3 separate regions of the Mus musculus genome follow, and regions 1 and 3 are each linked to region 2. The links are chromatin contacts, called in public HiChIP or PLAC-seq and Micro-C maps. All regions are on one chromosome and are shown on one strand. Each heading gives the region's core, a stretch centred on a gene start, on an enhancer-like site or on the middle of the called end of the contact. The rest is flanking DNA. Distances are from core to core; before and after follow the strand shown. Region 1 holds the start of Casq2 (calsequestrin 2). Region 2 holds the start of Slc22a15 (solute carrier family 22 (organic anion/cation transporter), member 15). Region 3 has its middle 25 kb from the start of Casq2.

Region 1 (3,316 bases), core at 275-2,774, 160 kb before region 2:
TTCCCTCTTTCAATGTGACTTTGATATATTCAGGTGGTTTGCTGGATTTTATTATAGTCGTTTTTTGAGACTCTAAATCTCCCTGGTCTTTGTATGGTGAGTTTGCTAATTGTGTTATTTGATTAGCCTGAATATCCTGGAAGTACTGTCTGGTTAATTCTCGCACAGCCCTGTAGTTGTGTGCTGAGCCAGCCATGGGGACTGGGAAGGAATCTTGGCAGCATGGGTATTCTTGAAGTGTCAGTGGCCTTTAGCTGTCCAGGAGGAGATGCAGAGTCTTTCTGTGGCACTTGCAAAGGATTAGAAATATCCCCACCCCCAGTGCCAGATGACCAACAGGTCATGTAATACAGATAAAATAAGAAATTACTTCAGTGTAGGCTCAAAACTCACATCAAGAACTTTCTGAGGAAAAAAAAAAAAACCACACCTGTCTGTTAATGAATACACAGTCCAGAAGAGCACACACCCACACTCTAAAGTTGCCTGGGAAAATGACATGGTCGCTCTCCCTGTGACCAAGAGCAGAGGCAAGGTCAAAGGACCCTGGCTTTTCCAGATCCAAGGGAGAGGATTGAGAAGAGCATGGGGAATCGGCCCTGAAGGGACTCATAGGAAATCCCTCGGTTTCCTTTAAACCAGTGGCTTTTAACAATAGCTGGAAAGTTCTAGAAAAGGGGCAGGTGGGAAAAGAACCCCTGACGAATCAGGACCTCTAAGGGAAGAGCTTTAGATAGATTGTCTGGAGCCTGGCTGCCAGGCCTCTCATTCTGCCCTGCACTGCTTCTGCATGGGTGAGCATCAGCTGTTTGTCCTGAGCAATGATTGCCCTGCTCCCTGGATAAAGAAGGGTCAGTGTGCAACCCCCTCACTCCCTTCCACCTTAAGAGTTTGCCCACAGAGTCCACTTCTGCAGAAAAAAAAAGTTCCATTGATGTGAGACTACAGTAACACAGGAGAGCTCTGCACAAATTCTCCATGCCCTTGTTCCCATATTCCTGTTAAATGCCATACTGTCACTAATGCTCTCTCATACAGGAGGCTGCTGCCCCCCCCCCCAACTTACCTCCAGTACAATCTCCTTCAGCTGGAACTGTTTTTGTGAGACCTTGTCTGAAGACACAGGTTCGTGGTAATAGAGACAGAGCAAATCATATCTCTTCAACATCTGCTTGAGGTTCTTCTCAGAAAGGCTGACCACTCGGTCTTTCCCATCGTACGTGGGGAAGTTCAGCCCCTCTTCTGCCCCGCTCAGGGACAGCAGATAAACCCCCACCATGAGCAGGTAAATCCTCTTCATTTGGGAAAAGTCTTGCTTCTCAGTCTCCAGAATAGAGATCATGGAAGACAGGATGGAAGGTTCTTAGAGATGTTGGTGAGGGAACAAAGAGGCTGCTTTCACCTCCTTGGTCCTGCAGCTGTGTAGTCGTGGGCTCAGAACAAACTGTGGAGGCTCAAATGCACACATGCGCACAGAGCAAGAGCCAGGCACGGGCTGGGAGGCCAAGCCCTAGATACCTTACATAGCTCTCCCAGCCTCTGTCTCATTAAGAACTCCATTTTTAGGATGCAGTTGTTTCGAGCTAAAAATAAATCATGCAATGAATAATAATTTTTTTTAAAAAAAAAGTCAGATATGACACTGTTGAGGGATTTGTCCATGCAGCGTGTCAGCGGCAGAAGGACAGCAGACAGGAGGAGACTGGAGGGACCGTATGCAAGTGAAATAAAGGGGCACCAAAAGTCAAAGAAAAGAAGGAAACTCGTGGGGATGGATGAGAACGGAAAGCAAGAAGGGGTGATGGTGCCAGTAAGAACACGAACGCTTAGAGCATCAAAAATCCCACTTAGACATTGTGTTGGTCGGTTCCAGGACAGCCTTGCAGCCTTTCCCCGGCTGCTCTGTTCCCCCCGAGGACAGGCACACTCTCCACATGCCTTTCTAGGTCTTCTTGGAAGCCCGGTGCTGGCAGCACCACGTCCACATGTCCTTGCCGGCCAGGGACACAGAGACATGCTTTCCTACTGACCCAGCATACAGAGGACGGGTAGCGGATCCAGCCCACTTCCTTTTCCAGCAGCTGTGGGAGGCAGGGAAGCCGGTGATCTATTTTAAAGTCAATTTTTAGAGAAGTTTACCGGTCACCGCAGGAACATCCTTGGGGTCTCTGCCAAGGTCCTGTCCCCACCCCACCCCCACCCTCATTAGCTCTTAAGACAAGACACTGTTTTGTTCCTTTCTTCATTAGCAACAGAGAGAGATAGGCAGTTTATCCAAGCTGGGACAGACCAGAGCTGCAATCTCCACTCTGCCTTTTTGGTGGCTGGCTGACTCTGGAGGACCTTGCAGCTTCTCTGAGCCCCAGATCCCCATTATTTAGAGTGGGGGAGATTGTAACCCTGGTGTTTAGACCACACAGAGAGAAGAGCCTAGCACTTAGCAAGCCCTTGAAAACAGTAGCCATTCTATGTGGCTCCCTCTCACTAGAGAGGATGGAACGGGCGTTATAATAATTCGTCCATTTCTAATATCATGTGTGAAGCTTGGCCTGCCCACTCTCTCCACGAGCTCAGCCAGCCAACTGTGTAGACCTGATTCCCGTGCAGTGTGCAGATGAGTTGACTTAGGCGGACCCTGTACCATGGGTGTGTCTGGGAATCATCGTTCTCAAAGCCGCCACACTGCAGAAGCTAGGGTTCTGCGCTGTGTGGCTTCTTGTTCAGCAGATCCCCTGCCAGTACCCCTCGGGTGACTCTTTGGTACTTTCTTCTGGTCAGATGATGGTTCTGTCTGCGTGCTCTTCAGAGGAGATAGTGGTGCTTGGGAGCCTGGCCAAGGTTTATCTTCTTTGTGCTAGAAATCCCACCAGCACCTTTCCCAGGGGCCAGAAGGAAAAGCTAATCCCAGTGTCCTGTCTGACTTGAGGCCCTCTGCTGCCATGAAAGCTCTGTAAACTTGCCATGTGCAGGTAAGCAGGGCCCTGGCGAGTCCAGCATTGATGACCCTGACTGCTCTCTTGTCCTCCCAGGGTCACCGTTCTCCCAGGAATGCAGTCTCTGGGCTGTCTAAATGGAGAGTCTTGAGTGATAGTCTTTGCCAAGCCTGCAAGATTCCTCTTTAGAAAATATCGGTGTGAGGTGGAGGTGGGTGTGGGTGTGGTGGGGTGGGTGGGATAGGTGAGGTGGAGTGCGGAGGGGGTGAGGTGGGTGGGGTGGGCATGGATGTTTTGTCTTTTTGAGGTCAGCTTTGCAAACTGTCCCCCGTTGTCTCACGGGGTTACCTTTATTTAGAAGTCGCTCTACTTTCCTCAATATG
Region 2 (3,464 bases), core at 452-2,951:
ATGAATTATTTAATAAATAACTATGTAACACTAAACAAAGTATGTCATAATAAAAATAACGAAAAGTGGGGTGCAAATACAGCCAGATCATGGTCTAGGAGGGCAAAATGAGCAAGTTTATTCCCAAAACAGTCGTAAATAAAAATGGAAACATTTTTAGAAAAAAAAATAGTAAAAGTTCTTTAATAAGAAACAAAGCTGAGTGACCCCTCTCCTCCCTGCCCCTCCCTCTTCTCACAGAGAGCACTGCCTGCCAAGAAAGCTAGACCATATGGTTAAAGGGAAGTCTTGCTGCTTTATCTTTGTAGTCCTGGCTGCCAGGGATCTCATTCTGTAGCTGAGCCCAGCCTCTGCTTCCCCAGGGCTGGAATCAAAGGTCTGTGCTGCCTCTATGGCTGCTGCCACCACCACTGGCTTAAGCACTTCCAATTCATCTTTTGTGGCCACCACACTGGCTGCTTCCAACCCTGCCATAGTCAACATTGTATCATTTTATTACAATAATTAGGTAGATGACCACTAAAGGGCAGTTATAAACAGCAGACATAATTAATGGGAAATTGTGGAAGCACAACAAGAATGCTTGCAAGACAAGGGGACCTCCTGGTCATCCATTATACTCTGTATTATATTCAGGGGATGGTTCGTTTTAACGATCAAAACCTAGCCTCGGCTGGGAAGGAAGTTCCCATTCACTCAGTGAGGAGCAGTCTAGAGTAGGTTGGCCCTGGACATGCTTCTGAGGGAATTTGTTTAAAAACTGGGTTGTTAGAAAGCCCCCCCCCCCCATATGTGTGAGGCCATTTCATAGGTTGGGCCCTAGTCTGAACGAATGAGTGAGGGAACTAGCTGATCACTGGTGAGCGCATCCATCACATCACTGCCCTCTGTTCTTGTCTGTGGATGCCATGTTACTAGCTGCTTAAGTTCCTGGTGCCTCGACTTCCCAGCAATGATGGGCTCTGAGAGAAACTGTGAGCCAAATAAACTCCACCCCCCCCCCCGCCCCCAAGTTTCTTCTGTCATGCTATTATCACACCAACAGAAAGCAAAGGTAAACTTAGCGATAGTTTAGATTAGTAGTTCTCAACCTTCCTAATGCAGTGACTCTCTAACACAGTTCCTCGTGTTGTGGTGACCCCCTAACCATAAAAATAATTTTTTGTTATTGCATAACTGTAATCTTGCTACTGTTATGAATTGTAATGTAAATATCTGATATCTGACCCTTGTGAAAGGGTCTTTGGTCCTGACCCACATGTTGAGATATGCTGGTTTAGATACTTGCAATAGTTTAAAAACAAAACAGGATTAGGTGTGGGGCCACTAGTAATCTGTCCCCACACTTCTTCAGCCCTGTGCCAAACTCCATTGACAGACCTTGGCAACCATGACCCCCTGCCCTTGTCCCTTGTCCCTTGTCCGTGGGCCTAGTGGGCACTACTAAGTGGATGTCTCGAGGCGCGGAGCTTACATCTGACCCTGTGTACCTAAAGCAAGACAAAGGAGGAAGGGGACAGATGCCTCCCGGCCCTCTTCTCGGAAGGCTCTAGAGCTCTGAGCGCCCCCGCATTCCACCGCTTTGTGCGAAGGGGCGAACCCCGCGGGACACGGCGTGGAGCTGCCGGCCCCTCCCGTGAGTCGCCCTGGCCGCCCGCGCCGCACCCACTTCCTCTTTCCCTTCCGCGCGCCAGCCAACCGCTCGCCAAAAATTCCTGTCACTTCTGACAGGAAGCGGGGAGGCCGCGCCGGGGCGACCAGCATCGCATCTCCGCCGCGACCCCGGACCCGGTCGTCTGCAGGGTCCCGCCTGCGCCTGGGCCCCAGCCCCGCCCGGTTCTCCACCCCCGGCTCGGCCCAGTCCTCTGTCCCCGCCTCGGCCGCGGTCCGCCCGGTCCTCCTTCCCGGTCCCTGCCGCTCGGCCCTCCGTCCCCGCCCGGCTCAGTCCTCGGTCGCTCCGTCGCCCGATCTTCAGCCACCGCGCAGCCAGGTCCTCCGTCGCGGTGGCGGCCGGGTCCTCGGGCGCGAGCCCGCCATGGAGGTGGAGGAGGCGTTCCAGGCGGTGGGCGAGATGGGCCTCTATCAGATGTACTTGTGCTTCCTGCTGGCTGTGCTGCTGCAGGTGAGTCCCCGGCTCCCCGCGGCCCCCGGGGCGCTCTCAGCTCAGGCTGGCCCCAGGTGTGGCGCGAGAGCGCAGGGAGGGAGGGGGCGGGCGGGCGCCGCGCGGTGGCGGGCCAGCCACTGAGCTCTCCCAGGCTGTCACCCAGAGCCTGGCACTGACACTTCGCCACCAGAGCTAGTTGAAAGATGAAACCCATTACCCGGGATCAAAAGGATTCGGCACCCTAACCCCTTACAGAGTGAGACAGAGAAAGCATGGACAACCTGCCCACAAAAGATCAGGTCTAGCTAGTATGGCCTCCTTCAGCCCTCTCTGAGATTGAGGGAGGCTTCCTATTAAAGGGGCTTTCCATCCACGGGAATTTATTTCTCTCTAGTTAAAGTTCTACTGGGTTATTAAGCTCCGAGGCCAGCTTTGGTCTAGGGAAATGATACCATCCACACAGTGTGGTTCATTGTATTGAATTCTCAGAAACCAGCTGCACACCTCAACCTAAAACTCTTGATTTTAGGAGTCCTTGGGCTCTTTAAGAGGTTCATTCTTGTAGTCCTAGCACTATGGAAACTGAGGCAGGAGAAGGATGGCTCTTCTTCTAGGCAAATTCAAAGCCAGCCTGAGCAGCTCAGATTGTCCCTAGGAAGCAGGTCAGTCAGTGGTAAAGCCCTAGATGTGCAAGGCTCTGGGTTTGATCCCTACCACCAGGGCCAGAAAATGAAGCTAGCTCCCTGTCCCGGAGGCTTGCAATCCTGGGATGAAGTGGTCTGTGACACTGACACTGTGAGGCTGACAGCTGAGCTAAGTAAGTTAAGGTATTATTGCAAGGGAAGTACTGGCTGGCCGCGGTTATAACCAGAGCCCACAAGTTGCTTCAACGTTGTGTTGATGCTGCAGCAGGAAGAGAGGCAGTAAGGTAAAACTTAATCTACTGATTCTCTTTCCCCATTAAAATCTTCAGTTGACTTCAGCACCAGGCAGAACATCGGTTCAAGTGGTGATACTTGGAAGCCTTTCTCTTAGCAGAGTAAGAATTAGTATAGAGAAATAGAACTGCAACTGCAATGTCTGGTCTTCATGTATAATGGTTTCTTTGACAATATTCCATCTAACCAGGAGTTCCAAGTATATATCCCCTCTCCTGGCAATCCTTTTGGCCACTTCTCTGCTCCACTTCTTGTGTTAGCATCTTATTTGCCTAGCCAGGTGGTTGCCAACTTAGAATCAAATCTTGAGTGTGGCACTGAGAAGGCCAGTATTCTGGGTCAGGACCTGTTAACTTTCCTGGGCTTTTATCACCTCGTTGCCAGCTGGAGATGCAGGGCCTTGCGCTTTTTATACGAGAGCT
Region 3 (3,099 bases), core at 1-2,500, 140 kb before region 2:
TACCCAATGACAGGAAGCTTTGTGAGGACAAAAACTTGCTCAGCTCACTTTGGCTCAACACCATGTGCCCAGCACTGTGCCTGACACAGAGCCCTTACGGAATGGGCCAGGCATGTCTCCCTCGAAGTATTAGAGCTCTCCGTCTTCCACACAATCTCTATAGTTCCTAAGATTATTTCCCCCTAAACCCCCTCTGCCACAGCCTGTGAACTCGGAAGCTTCAAGTAACACTTGCAAAGTCCCTTCTGAAGACCCCAATGTCACAAGTACAGGAATAGAAATGGACTCTTATCCTGGGAAGAGGGTGGGGGAAAGCTAATACCATCTGCACGTTGAAAGTGGGAGCACAGTCCCCTCAGTGAAATGGGAGCACGTTTCCATGCTCATTTACACAGCTGGCCATTTGCCGGAAACTGATTCTGCTCTCCTCTCTTGCAACTGTGGGTCTAGGCTATTCCTCCTGTAACAATGATTCTGGCACCAAACGCCACTGGTCTGAAGTCCCCCTTCCCTTGGTAACCCACCCTGGCTTCGGAGGCTCTGTGGGTGAATGCAGACAGTTGGGAGCCGGCCACCGGCCAGGTGTTCCTTAGCAGCTGCCACTCTCCTTCCTTTGTTTTTTCTACCATGTCTGGTTTTAACCCTCATCTGCAAGGCCACTTTGTCTGGGACAGGGAGATAATTTCGTCTAGCGTCTGTTCGGCACTTCCCTGATTACCAGCTGAGCCTGATTACACAGTCTGTGTGCCTGTCCCAGGACAGATGTGGACTGCTGCGCGGGAGGCAGAGGAGAGGTCCAGGGCGAACTCCACTCCTTCCAGCACCTCTCCAGGGCTGGGCTAGCTGCCATTCAATTAATTCACTTAGGCCTCCAGATTCCAGCCCAAAGCCGCTTGCAGTTCTTCCTCTCTCCAACAGGGGGCGGGGTGCACTGACCCGATCCTGTCTCCAGACCTCAGGTCTACCCTTTCCTTAAGGGGATCCTTGGATTTCCTCAGGCTGTCTCCTCCTCTGTTCAGGAGTTTAACAAATCTAGCTAGAACTCTCTGCGAACACTTCTGAGGGGGCTTCCATGAGAGAAACTTTAGGTTTGGAACTTCGGGCAAACCAGACGTCTTGAAACAGACACCTGAAGATGCTGGTTATTTTTGGGGGGGGGGGGGGGGGGAGAGCGCTGGCTCCATTCAGACCTACAGACCTGGTATCTCTGCCTTCCTTTCATGCCTGTACTTAGACTGTCGTCACAGAGATAAGCTGTTGTCCTTTCCTGTTGGCTTCCAAGAACTCACTTATTTTCAGAGCTGACTCCGTGTGTTCCTGTGCTAACTCTGCGCCAGTGAACTAACTCCCCAAACCTTGTCACCTTTCCTCTTGAGTCACCTTGAAGAGTGAAACTGCTCAGGATACCTCTCACTTCACCAAATGTGGCCAAGTTTTCATGAAGACAAGTCTGCTGCCCCAGCAATTAATAGCTTAGCTGTCAATCAACTTCCTACCACCTTGAAATACCTAAAATACCGGAGCTGAGCTATGAGGGTCAGTGATGGGCGGGGCCACCCCTTGACCAGGACTGCTCAGATATACCTCTTGTCCTCTATTTAAACCTAAACCCCTGTCCCTGACAGATAGTCTTGGGCACATTGGATCCTATTATTTATTCATATTTCCTAAGTGGCCATATTGAACAAATCCCCACTAATTCTTTCTGTTACCAGTCTCTTTAATTGACAAGTCAGGGATAGGCAGGCAACGGTAGCCCGTGGTGGTTGCTGGAATCCAAGCTTTTGGATTACAATTTTTGGTAACAAGCTGGGCATAGTGGTGATTGCCTGTAATCTTAGCATTCGGAAAGCAGAAACAGGAAGATCAGAAGTTCAAGGCCATTCTCAGCTGAATAGTGAACTTGAAGTTTACCTGGGTTACAGGAGACATTGTGAAGAAAGAAAGAAAGAAAGAAAGAAAGAAAGAAAGAAAGAAAGAAAGAAAGAAAGAAAGCAAACAGAACAGAATGCAAAAGCAGGTGGTGCTGGAGTCATCACTGAGCAGACTCAGTCTGCTCCCACTGCTACTACAGAGGACCTGAGTTGGATTCCCAGCACCCACATTTGGCAGCTCACAACTGCCTGTAACGCTAGCTCCAGGAGGCCCCATAACCTTCTGCCTTTGAAAGCATCGTCGAGTGTGTGTGTGTGTGTGTGTGTGTGTGTGTGTGTGCATGCTCCTGTGCATACCCACACATAGGTGCACACAAATGCACATAAATAAAAATCTTCAAACCAGACTGAGAACAGTACCACATCAGGAGCTCTCAAAATAGAGACAGACAAACAGGTGTTCTCACAGTGGGGACCCAGGAGTGGGAAGGGGTAACTCTGAAAGGCTTCACAGAAGAACTACCTGTCACTGTCTTACCAAGAATGGCTGGCCTTTATTATGCACAGAGGGACAACCCAAAGAGGCAGAAAGCCCAATGCCTCAAGGTGGGAAGGACAGGTAACCCTCTCTGGATGCTGGGACAGTGGCAGGTGATCCTAGTACCCAGAAGGCTCTCTGTGAAGGACTGTGGTAAGCACAGTGGAAGGACAGGCTGGGTTGAGATTGAAGGGCCAAGAATGTTCTGGAACAAGCCAGTTCACAGTGAGGCTATGGGGCTGCATGTGTCAGCAGCACCTGTCTGAAAGTAAAGGGTCATGGGGCTTTTATAGGAAAATATCCCTTCTGTGTGGCAGATATGGTTCCTGGAGCTTAGGTCACATTGTGAACAAACCGAAGGAGAATACTTTCAGAAAAGGCTATCAGGGTGTGGCTGTGAGCCTGTATCAACAGGAAAGCTCTGCAGACACTCACGAAGCTCTTGCTGTGTGCCCAGACACTGGGGAAGGGTTTGTAGTGCTGGTGGGAAGGCAGCGAAAGTCATAGGGACCCCAAAGTCTGCCTGAAGCCTACGTCCTGTTAAGAACCAAGAACTCCAACACACACAACTAAAGGCTACTCCAGGCTTCTTTTTCTCCTTCAGTCTGTAAACCTTAATTGTCTAAGACTCACCGGAAACCCTATTTACAGTAACAGCACATGTCCTCGCCCCCTAGTGGTTCCTGG

Evidence for each region. A called contact is a pair of places that touch in the nucleus more often than the background predicts. HiChIP or PLAC-seq counts read pairs in DNA pulled down with a chosen protein or histone mark.
Region 1: a contact with region 2 is called in a Micro-C map of the HL-1 cell line, with 2.2 times the contacts expected there. The contact joins the promoter of Casq2 here to the promoter of Slc22a15 in region 2. A contact is called at or near these places in 2 of 39 promoter capture datasets (the 3T3-L1 cell line and 3T3-L1-derived adipocytes), 1 of 484 Hi-C or Micro-C datasets (the HL-1 cell line), 3 of 115 datasets of contacts at active chromatin or transcription factors (embryonic forebrain, embryonic stem cells and stem cell-derived neural progenitor cells) and 2 of 9 other capture datasets (adipose tissue and liver).
Region 3: a contact with region 2 is called in an H3K4me3 HiChIP or PLAC-seq map of embryonic midbrain, with 3 times the contacts expected there. The contact joins the enhancer-like site here to the promoter of Slc22a15 in region 2. A contact is called at or near these places in 8 of 39 promoter capture datasets (the 3T3-L1 cell line, 3T3-L1-derived adipocytes, the HPC-7 cell line and 4 more), 1 of 15 datasets of contacts at CTCF or cohesin (the NIH/3T3 cell line), 5 of 484 Hi-C or Micro-C datasets (muscle stem cells, nephron progenitors, neural progenitor cells and 2 more), 6 of 115 datasets of contacts at active chromatin or transcription factors (embryonic forebrain, embryonic midbrain, embryonic stem cells and 1 more) and 3 of 9 other capture datasets (adipose tissue, liver and pancreatic islet).

The regions. Positions count from the first base shown.
Region 1 is chr3:102,084,623-102,087,938 of GRCm38.p6, reverse strand. It overlaps Casq2 (calsequestrin 2), which reads right to left and starts at 1,524. Exons shown (of 11, transcript NM_009814.4): 1 at 1,067-1,524. The coding sequence starts at 1,300.
Region 2 is chr3:101,922,690-101,926,153 of GRCm38.p6, reverse strand. It overlaps Slc22a15 (solute carrier family 22 (organic anion/cation transporter), member 15), which reads left to right and starts at 1,701. Exons shown (of 12, transcript NM_001039371.2): 1 at 1,701-2,122. The coding sequence starts at 2,036.
Region 3 is chr3:102,060,267-102,063,365 of GRCm38.p6, reverse strand. No RefSeq gene overlaps it. Among named protein-coding and RNA genes, the nearest start is that of Casq2, 25 kb to the left of the region's middle. Within about 2 kb of position 1,250, at least 36 of the 459 cell types and tissues checked have an H3K27ac peak or open chromatin away from gene starts, as enhancers often do. A contact at or near this core is called in muscle stem cells, where this site is marked.